2 separate regions of the Sus scrofa genome follow, and region 2 is linked to region 1. A link is a contact called in public HiChIP or PLAC-seq data. All regions are on one chromosome and are shown on one strand. Each heading gives the region's core, a stretch centred on a gene start, on an enhancer-like site or on the middle of the called end of the contact. The rest is flanking DNA. Distances are from core to core; before and after follow the strand shown.

What was found. HiChIP or PLAC-seq counts read pairs in DNA pulled down with a chosen protein or histone mark.
Region 2: a contact with region 1 is called in an H3K27ac HiChIP or PLAC-seq map of skeletal muscle, with 5 times the contacts expected there. The contact joins the promoter of ARPC5 here to the enhancer-like site in region 1. A contact is called at or near these places in 1 of 5 promoter capture datasets (liver), 17 of 47 Hi-C or Micro-C datasets (adipocytes, alveolar macrophages, embryonic fibroblasts and 10 more) and 2 of 2 datasets of contacts at active chromatin or transcription factors (alveolar macrophages and skeletal muscle).

What each region holds. Positions count from the first base shown.
Region 1 is chr9:124,511,077-124,516,502 of Sscrofa11.1, reverse strand. All of the region lies in intron 11 of NMNAT2 (nicotinamide/nicotinic acid mononucleotide adenylyltransferase 2), which reads left to right. Among named protein-coding and RNA genes, the nearest start is that of LAMC2, 86 kb to the right of the region's middle. Within about 2 kb of position 2,007, at least 20 of the 83 cell types and tissues checked have an H3K27ac peak or open chromatin away from gene starts, as enhancers often do. A contact at or near this core is called in mesenteric adipose tissue, omental adipose tissue, retroperitoneal adipose tissue and 1 more, where this site is marked.
Region 2 is chr9:124,845,425-124,850,749 of Sscrofa11.1, reverse strand. ARPC5 (actin related protein 2/3 complex subunit 5) reads left to right here and starts at 2,844. Exons shown (of 4, transcript NM_001134357.1): 1 at 2,844-2,986. The coding sequence starts at 2,844. RGL1 (ral guanine nucleotide dissociation stimulator-like 1) reads right to left here and starts at 2,392. Exons shown (of 19, transcript XM_003357576.5): 1 at 1,978-2,392.

The sequences.
Region 1 (5,426 bases), core at 758-3,257:
GGAACATTAAACCTCCTTTCAGTTCTGGATGAAGTGGCTTAATTAACTTTTACTTTCCTCTCTGCTGCACAAGTTGCTTTGAGAGTAAAAGGTAATGCAGGCAACGTTCTGTACAAGGTTTCAGCAAATCTCTTTTGGGAATCCAGGCAAATCCAGGCAGTGGCCTGAGGCCCCGTCCCAGGCTGCCCTGGCAGCCTGGCAGGGATCTGGAGCAAGGAAGGCGGTGGGGCCGAAGCCTGAAGGGCTGATTCATGAGCAGGACGTTTGAGGGTCTCTTAAGTGTGGCATGTGGTGTGTTTCTCTCAAGGGTAGACCCGGCTTGGTGGAGCCTGAAACTGACACAGGTGGGGGCCCTTGCAGCATGGCCAGTCCCTCTGCCTTCCTCCCTGTGAGGCAGCTGACCGCAGGGCCTCTAACTGCTCTCCGCAGCGGCTGCTCCTGACCTTGTCTGACATTTAGAGACCAGATCACCCCTCTTCCGGTTGGTCCCTGGTGCTGAAATGACTTGGTTACAACAAAATTTCAGAAACCGATAGCTGTTGACTTCCTAGGGACCGGGCAGTGGAGGTAGAGTGAGACCCTCCCCCAGCCCACCCTGTTCCCACCTGACCCATCACCCTGGAGATCAGAGCACCCAGCCTGGCTCCTCCCGAGGCACAAGAGTTCCAGACCGGCAGGGACCTCACATCTGTCCTAATCAGGATGCTGAGAATTCCAGTCCACACCACAGGCAGCAAGGGGGGGTCTGGATGAAAGAGACCCTCGGGCTCACTCCAGAGGATTTTCTAGACCCTTGAGCTCTACCTCCCCACCCCCCACCCAGCCAGTCTCTCAGTTCCCTGATTCAACCCACCACAAACCCGTGGGGTCCTTAGACATCGGAGGTGGAGGCAAAAAAATCAAGGAGCTGCTTCCTTACGTAACAGGTGTGAATCGCAGGCCGCAGCAGAGGTGTGCCAGAAATAACACGTTTAATTTATTTCAATCAAATGAAAACTCAGCTCCAACTCACTGTCCCATAGGGATCACGGGTTACTCACAAACAAAACCTGAGGCTCTTGTGGCTCTGAACAGGAACATCAGGGCCTTTGTGGTCCTCAGAGGTGGGTGGCACTTGATCCAGGCCCACCTGGGTCTGTGACTCCTGGCTGATCCGGAAGCCCTCCGGGCACCCCACCCGCTGTGATCCTGGCCCCGTTTTCTTCTGAGGCTTTGCCCTCAGGGTGCTGTCTGGGAGGGAGGGGGTGCAAGCTGAACCTCTTCGTTTTATTCTGAAATAAAATACTCTATTCCCTATTTTCTCTCCCCTCCTCGGGACATCTAGGGAACGCTCTTCAGTGTTTGATGCCTTTGACCTCAAAACATTCTGTTTTCTGCCCTGCAAATTCCTCTCATAAAGGGTCTGCTTGTCTGCCAGAACTAGGTGAGGATTGGGCAAAGATGGGTGTGAGGAGCAGGAAACTAGCTAGTAACTCAGTGATTTATCCCACTGTCCTTACTGGGGGATGGGTTGGTGCTCAGGGTTTGGATGAGGAAGGTCTTTCTTTCCAACTGGTACAGGGTAAGCCCTGATGACTTCATAGAAAGTTCTGCCCTCTGGAGTTTGCCTGGAAGTGGCTCGTTTTGGGGATCTCAGTTCCTAATCTTGAGATTACCAGAGATGAGGTTTGTGAGACCTGCTTCTGTTCCAGGTTTCATTCATCCATTCAACTCTTTATCAGAAACAAACATTTCTTTGTTTTACCTGATGTCCCAGGTGATATGTGCTGAGCCTGAAGCCCTGAATCCGCCAGCCATGGGACAGGAGGGTGGGGGAAGAGTCAAGTTTCTGAAGATGCCCCAGGCCCTTGCTGCACACCCCTGTCTCCCCTGGCCTCTCTAGAGTCCTCAGAAACAAAGCAGGAGAGAAGCCACAGTGTAAACAGGTCTGGGGAGAAATAGGAGGCTCTCCACCCAGGCTGGGAAGCAGCTGGGACAGTCTGTTCTACAACACGGCAGCCAAGGCCTGTTTCAGCACAGTCACAAACTCCCCACTGCGTCAGCCTTGCTCTTGCTTTTGCCCTGGACGCCGGAACCTAGGCTCTTCATCCAGAAATCGAATTACGCAACTAGAGGAACCGCCCAAACACATCCCTTGGGCATTTCCTAATAGACGCAAAGATCCTTTAGCCCATAGTGAGGTCTGACCTTCTCTGGCCAATGACATATCCCTTCCCCGTACATGCCACCAGGAGAAAATTCCATACGTGTTCATCACATTTCTCTCCAAGGAATACAAAAGAGCTGCTTGTATGGCCTGGCAGTTGGCATTTTCATTCTTGATTCCTGAGAGAAAGAAAAGATCCAGGTTCTTGGACCAGCCTTTGGAGATCAGGACTCAGTCCCTCTAGCCCAACCCATCCCAGACTTTTATTAGAACTAGTCTTCCCCCAGGAGACCTGCTCTTTGCTGTGCTGCGTCCTGACAGCGCAGGTATCCAGTCATAGACCAGGACCTGTGGGAAATCAAGGCCGGAGCCTAAGGGGTCATCCATCCAAGGACAGGTCTGTGAAGCAGGAAATGCCTATGCTCACTCTCTCCCCCAAGCAAAACCCATCATCTAAGATCTTACACTGCCAGCTACTTGTCTGTTGTGTTATGATGGAAGGCAGCCTGGCAAATTCATTCTGCTTCAAGCATCCTTTCCTTCAATCAATCTTTGAGCTAATACTGAGTGCCCAAATCCTTGAGGCACTTGCAATCTAAAAGTATTTTACTTTTAGAGTTCCCTGGTAGCCTAGTGGTTAAGGATCCAGCATTTGTCACAGCTGTGACGTTGGGTTTGATCCCTGGCTTGGGAACTTCTGCATGCTGTGGGCATACTACCCCCTGCCCCAAATCTCACTCTTCATTCTATTAGTTCTATATAGTCCATAAATAAAACACATGCAAGTTTAGAAGACTTCTTGAACCTAGTAAACACTCGATAAATATTGGCTGTTATTTATTCATTGATTTTAAAATATTTATTAAAGGATTCTCCTTGTGACACAGCGGGTTAAGGATCTGGCATTGCCACTGCAGCGCTCAGGTCACTGCCATGGCATGGGTTCCATCCCTGGCCCAGGAATTTCCACATGCCTCAGGTGCGGCCCCCCCAAAATATTTATTGAGTACTTGCCTTGTGCCCGTCCTGTTCTAGGGATGGAGGAACAAAGAAAACAAAATAGACAAAGTTCCCGACCATTGCGCCCTTTGCTTTCTAGTCGGGGAGACAGACAATAATAACACTTTGCTTGTTTCCCGTGGATTATCTTGGTTAGCCCCCAGCATACTCATACAGTTATGGAAGCCATGGCGCACATGGATTGTGACTTGTCTAAGACTCTACTTAACTATTGAACAGCCGGGCAGGATTGGCTCACGTTCAGATTCCTAATCCAGACAAGTCAGATGAGTGGGACGTGGGACGAATGACGTGTCATTCACAGCAGGCGCAAAAGGAGGGGGAGCACTTGCGCTGGGCTTTCAGTGATCTGCAGGGATTGAATCGCGTGTGTTCAAAGAGACGTGTTCTGGGCGTTGAGAGAAGCGGTGAAAGAGCCAGTGGTGGGAAGAAGACCTTTTGGGGAGATGGTTCTGGTTGGTTGATATAGAAGGTTTATCTTGGTCTTTATCTGGGAAGCTTTTGACTTTTCAGCAAGCAGGCAAAATCATTCAGTTTAATGATTACATGTATCAGTGGCTTGCATTTTAAATGGTCAATATGTAACTCAAAGGAATGAACACCTAAAGGTGGACCCTTAGGGACCAGAAATGGACCATGAGGAAATGGTTTTTTCCTTTTTATTATATATTTTTTTTCTTTTGTGCTTCTCAAAGCCCAGCATTTCACAGGCTGGCTCTAATTGGCTGTATTCTACATTTTTCCAGCCAACCAGGCATGGGCTAACTGCTTCCTACATCCACCAGTTATGGGAAAACAACCAAAGAAAATAAACAGAGGAAGAGCCTGGGGCACTAGCCACTCCAGAAGAAATCCCAGAGCTCCAGGACAAATGGAGCAAAGACAAACATTTGGTTTTTCAGGCTCAGATGGTTTCCATCAGACAGCCCAGCCCCAGCCAGGAAGCCCGATGGACACTTCCACCCCGCGGATTTACGCCCCCGCACTGATAAGCCTGATGCCGCATTTCCAGCTCAGGGGAAGGAGGCTTAGCCCCCCACCAGGGCTGATAATGGTTCTCGTGTGAAAGGCACTGTTGGTTTGGTTTTCAGACATTTGACTTGAGTCTGGAATCCCTTGCCTTCCCACACCCCCAGGCACATTGGAAATGGGAGTGGGGTTGATTTCCTCTGGGAAACCCCTCTGAAGGATTGTTCATTTATCTGCACCAAGAGAGCCAACCTGGAAATGCGTGCCCTCTGCCCCGCCTTCTCTCCAGGGAGGAGCAGGGGTCAGAACCAGGGCGGAGGAGTCTTTCCTGAAGTGGGTGGAGCTTATTCCCAAGCCCCTCGCCTAGGGTGTGGCTTCTGTGGGGCTCCTGGCATCTTTTTCAACTTACTCAGAAGCTCACAAAATTATATCCTCTAGGGGGCGACGCAGAGTAATGAACCGAGGACCCGGCTCACGTTAAGCCTGGAGAAAAAAATAAGATAGAATATATTTTCAAACTGAAAAAGTTTCAAGTCACTAAAATGGGACTTTTAAGAGGACTTAGAAGAGGCATGATATGGCAGTAAGAGCCTTTAGAATGGACCAGAGTGGGTTCAAATTCACTTACTAGCTATGCAGCTTGGACGAGTTACTAAATCTCACTAAGTCGTGGTTTCCCCATCTATGAAATGAGAACCCAAGCAGGCATCTCAAAAGATAGTTTTGGTGAGGATTTAATGTACTAATAAATAATGCTTCACTGTACCTAGTGCACAGCAAGTACTTAACAAATGTTGCTCCCCCTTCCTCTGAGTCCCCTGTTTATCCTTGAATATCCTATCTGGAGAAGAAGCACAAGTGAGTCAGAGTAGGTCATGTCCTGTACCTGGGGAAGAGAGGACTATTTGGGGGAGATGGTTAGGATTCTAAACACTCATCTCAGAATGATCTGCAGAGTCTTACCAGGTAGACTTACCTGGGTAAGTCCCAATGGATCCTGTTGCTCGTGGAAGTCAAGCCCTCTGTTTAGAAAATTCTAATGGCTTCTCTTTGCATTTGGAATGAAACCCCAGCTTGCTTTTTTTTTTTTTTTTAATGGCCACACACACGACATATGGATGTTCTTAGGCCAGGGATTGAACCCAAGCCCCAGCTGAGACCTATGTGGCAGCTGCGGCAACACCAAAGCCTTTAATCCATTGTTCTGGGCTGGGATCAAACTCATGCTGCTGCAGTAACCCCGGCCACTGCAGCTGGGTTCTTAACCCACTGCACCAGAGCAGGAACTCCA
Region 2 (5,325 bases), core at 1,595-4,094, 330 kb before region 1:
AAAAACCCTCAATCTCTAAATATGATTCCAAAATTAACTTGTCAGATTATCAATTCATTGGACAGAAAGGTGTGACTACCTATCATGCACTAGATACTTATCATTTTGAGATTAAAAAAAAATACTGCATTGGAAAAGGATGTTTTTAACATGATTGTATCTTAAATGCAATATGCCTAATGTGGCTGAGAATTAATTATATTTAACATATTCAACATATAGAGTAAAATTCTGAACAATCAAAGCAATTATACTTTGAACAATTAGATTTTCCCTAAGTCGATTTCTACTCTAGTGTTCTTTCTTTCTTCTAAAAAAAGAGAGAGAGAGAGAGAATAAAGAGATTTCCTGAATAAGCCCTAATACAAAAGAGTAGAAATGTAAGAGAAGGGATATATTAGCTCTTTAATCCTTGTTTCCATTTGCTCTCAAATGTGCTTCTAATGTTCAATTACCTCTACAAAGAAAATCTTGATTTAGAAGAACAAAAAGCATAATCATCTTTAGCATTTAAACAAGTACACTGTTTAGCTCTTACTCAAGTTAGCAGAAGATTGAAATTGAGGAAAAAATTATTAAAACAAATCTTTATTCTAAGTTATATAATGCCATTTGCCATAGTAATGATCTGATACCTTGATGTAAGACTTTTTAAAATAAATATTACCGATAAGTAGAAAATTTTCCTTTGCTGTCTTAAGACATCCCTCAGGTGAGTTTTTAATAGTGTGTTTGTTCATAACTTGAGAGTTAATTTAAATAAATGTCACTTCTTTCACTTAAATGATAATTTTATAGAAGAATATTTTAATTGGGAAAAGAAAAATGCCATATTGCTTCTTCCTCATGAGAAAAAAGGATATACTCCATTCCTGAGTAGCTAGCTCTCTATCTATGCCTACATATATATACATATTGATATAGATACAGATATATACACACATATGTATGCATAGATATCCAACAAAGGTTTGACTTTGAGATCTCTTTCCCTTCTTTCTGATTCATTATTCTCAGTGTAACCCTCAAACTGTACAGCCTTTCACATTTTCTTCATTCATCAATGAATAACTGAGTACCTGAATATATTGAGTACTTTCTGCATGCTTAGATTTATGTCAGGTGTAAAGGAAGATACAAAAGAAATATGACAGTCTCTGCCTTCTAGAATCTTTCCATCTCTCTCAGGGGCAACATAAAACAATTATTTTTAAGTAATTTATAAGACGATTGACCAAATCCATGGTACAGCTAACATGCATCTTATATTTATGCAGAATTTTAGAGGTTCAAAAAAATTCTTGCATCTAATCATCAGAACAATCTTATTAAGTACACATTACTAGCCCCACTTTAGCAATGAGGAACCTGAGATTCAGAATTTTAAGTGGTATGCATCAATCAATAGATTATGAGTGCAAGGAAGAGTCAGGACTCAAGCCAGGGTTCTCTGATTCTAAGCCCAGTACTCTTTTCAATTACAGCACAGGAAACGAACTATTGAGGTTTAACAGGGCAACAGCCAGCCCTCTGCTAGAGGTGGAATTAAACTAGACCTGACAAATGTCCAAAATAATTTTATTCTGCAAATACTTCTACTTCAGTGCTATACACATAGCCCAACAACCATTCCCTCAGTTTTAGTGCTTTTACCTGCTCAATAAGAGCTTTGCTCTCAGAAATGGGGATGTCAAATATAATAAAAAGCTGGCCTAGCGGGATCATATAAATCTTAAACGGCAAAGATAAATTTTAAAGGCTTGGTTTCCACTAATCCTTACACATTTTGTTTTCCCTCGGCGTCAAAAGAGTGTAACTCGCCCCTACTCTTTTCTAACATTCTTGCTCCAAACAACCAGTTATTTTAAGATGTCAATGACTGACCCTACCCCAAATTCCACAGGTTTATCCCAGTCTTGTCACGAGACCCCAGCCCCTGCCCAGACACCTCCCCCTCCTTCCCAAAGGTTATGATACCTAGTTCGGATTCTGCAGGTGCAGTCGAGATGCTGTTACACAGCACTGACAGATAAGATATGACCTTTCGACTCTGTCCTTGGGGACTCCCCGCTGGCCGCACAGCGTAGTTCCAATCGCGAAAAAGAGGCTCCCGGCTCTGGAACGAAGCCACAGTCGGCGTACGGTCTGAAGCGACGTCTCTGACAACTAGAACGATGCTGGGCGACTGGGCGTGCATCACTCCGCCTCATACTCCTGTCAACTGCAGGGGACTTGGTCCGGCAACCAGTCCATCCCACCTCACAGGCAAGTCCGTGCCAGCCGGACCTTACGCAGGACACCGATGGCAGGTCGTTGGCGGCGGCAGTGGCAGCACAAGCCAAGGCCACCCGCCCTCCGAGCCCATCGCCGCCAACCTAAGACCCCCTAGGCTGGACCGCAGAGAAGCGTTTCTATGGAAACCCCCCAGGGATCACGTGACGCACGTGGACGCCCAATCGCCTCTTACCTCTGCCCGCGGCGCCGCTTTCTGCCCTCCCCTGCCCCGCCCCCTCCCGCCCCCGCCTCCTTCACCCAGCCCCGCCCCTTTCCTGCAGCGAGTCCGCACCTGCGCACTGCGTCCAGCGCGCTCCCTCCCTCCTGCGCTCCCGGGCTGGGAGGGGGCCGTGGGGGTGGTGGAGGAGGGTTGGAGGAGAGCGCGTTCCTGAGAAGGAAGAGGCGCCGCCAGCGCGCAGGCCCAGAACCACCCGGGCCGGGGCTGCCGGCCGACGCCTCTGAGCGGAAGAGGGAAGTGAAGGCGGCAGTCTGCGGGTGCCAGCCGGGTTGGGCTTGCTAAGGTAGAGGCAGCACCGAGGGGAGGCCTTGGCCGCCGGTCCGGATCGAGGATGTCGAAGAACACGGTGTCGTCGGCCCGGTTCCGGAAGGTAGACGTGGATGAGTACGACGAGAACAAGTTCGTGGACGAGGAAGACGGGGGCGACGGGCAGGCCGGGCCCGACGAGGGCGAGGTGGACTCCTGCCTGCGGCAATATCCTTCTGTTCGCCGCCCCCCCACCCCACCTGGCCCTTCTTCCGGGACCCGCTGCGGGCAGGGGGTGAGGGGGGCGGGCCCCGGCCGGGAGCCGGGCGCGGAGCTGCTCCCAGTGCCCACGGCTCCACCCGGTCTCTTTGGGGGTCACGGGTTCTCAGAGGGCAGGGGACTCTCCCATTCCTACCGACTCGCCCCGAGACCCCAGGGTCCAGCCCTCGGGAACCTGCCCTTCCGGCGCGCCGTCCACTCCCCGGATTCCTCAGGTTGCGCCAGGAGTTCTCGCCTCCGGGAATTCCGCGGGGCCGGCCGCGCCCTCGCGGCGGTGCAGCTGGTCAGTCGGACTGCTGCGCGGCGCTTAAGTTGTCCTCCCAGAACGGTATTTACCCGGGTCTCATTAGCTCCCGAGTCTGATTGAGAGAACAGGCGTCTTTCTTCAGTGATTTTGTTTTCATCGTGGTAGTGGTTTTGTTTTGGCAGCATTAGGATAGATTCTTTCCTGCCAGCAGAGATGGGGCGGTTTGCAGGGTTGAGGCCCCCTCCGTCCTTCCAGTCCGGGGGCTCTTTTTTAGGAGACAGGGATTTGGCAAAATATAGATTGCACAGAATTTTTTACCTGGGGAAAAGGGAGTGAGTGCAAAACCACCGCAGCTCCCCAGAAAGAATCTGGGAGCTTTTTACCTGTTAAGCAAAGGACAGTAGAAAGAAGACGGGGAATGCATGTGGAGAATCCCTGGAAATATTTAAAATAAACCCCAATGAATAAAATAGAAGAAAATGAATCATTTGCGCAAAACAGAAGCATTTTGTAATCCTGGAATCGTTTCCCTTTTAGTTAAAATGTGTCTGTCAGTTCCTGGGTTTTGGTTTTGCATATTTGAATATTCATGACTTTGAGGGAGTATTGGCATCAGATCTTTTTTAGGAAAATGTAAATGTTACAATAACCAAAGCTGTAGTTTCAAAGATTCTCAATTACTGACCCACTCATTTCTCATTATCCTTGGGTGTATTCATAAGGTAAGGAAGGCTTTTTAGACTCTTTCCGCCTCAGTGTCCTATTAAATTCAACGTGGAAATATATGAGCGAAAATATTTGGTCACAACCACAGCTGGTCTTAGAGGCACCTAAAGTACAGCATTAAACATTTGTCAACATACAGATGTTTCTTTGATTTCTCTGACTTTCACAATCAGCTGTTGCTGTTTTGCATTATTTAAATACTTCAGTGTTTGGGGTCTTATAAGTGAACCAGTCTGCAGAAGGCGTGCTTCTCTAGAAGTCCATTAAGCCTTGAAAATAACAGTCTACCAACAACCATAGTTTTTTTGGTCAGACCTTTTCCTTCAGAATATAAATGATGTCTGTCTAAAAACATTCTTTGTGATGAAAAAATGATGTTTCATGAGACTAACATTTTAGATAACGATGATGACTCTTAAATGGTACTGCTGTATCCACAGAGTGGATCTGCTTTTTAAATCAGTTCATCTTAAAATGTAAAGATGCTGTCTTACTGTCTCTTCTACTCTTGTTACAAGAAGAGACAAGCCCTATCAGGCACCACAGATGGAGGAACAAGAGAACTCTGTGGTTTTCCTTTTAGGGAAATAACTGTACATTCTGACAGTCTGATTGGCCTTCTGTTTCTCATACTTGCTAACTCACTGGTGCTTTCAAGTGAGACTAAATGTAATAGGTGTGGCCTAAGGTAGTTTGAATGACCTTTATGAACTGTGAGAGCAAACATCCAAAAGAGAAAAATTAAGCTGACACCTAAGGGTCATTGAATTGCTATATCTTCTTATGATGCCTCTTGTCATCAGTATTGGGAGATTGCTAATGTATATCATTCAGATTGCTAGAGTGATCTGCCAGCACGTTCTGTTAGCATTTCATTATATAGAATATAATTCTAGTTAAAGTTTGGTCTTTATTTTTCCAGTTAGAGTCACATAAAAGGACATATTTTGGCTGAGGATAGGATGTTTCATTTGGGGGCCAAATAATTCTGGTATATATTTTAGAATTTTAAAAATGATCACTACATAATGGTTTGCACATGTGTCTTCCTGGCAAATGGAAGATTATCCAGGTGTTCAATTAATAATTAGCGCCAAGGATGAAACAGTTTTTGTTTGATTTTAAAAAATGTGTTGTTCTCCCTTTTTCTTCCTCAGTATTTTATCTTTGATTGACATCCTTGCAACCAACATGCTGAATTTTCCAGTATTAAGCATAGCGACTTTAGTACTTTTCTTTTGATGCATAATGTCAAATCTGAAGAACCATTGGTTCCTGGGAGTCATAGTGCTTTCCTGAGGGCTGCCCTTTGCTG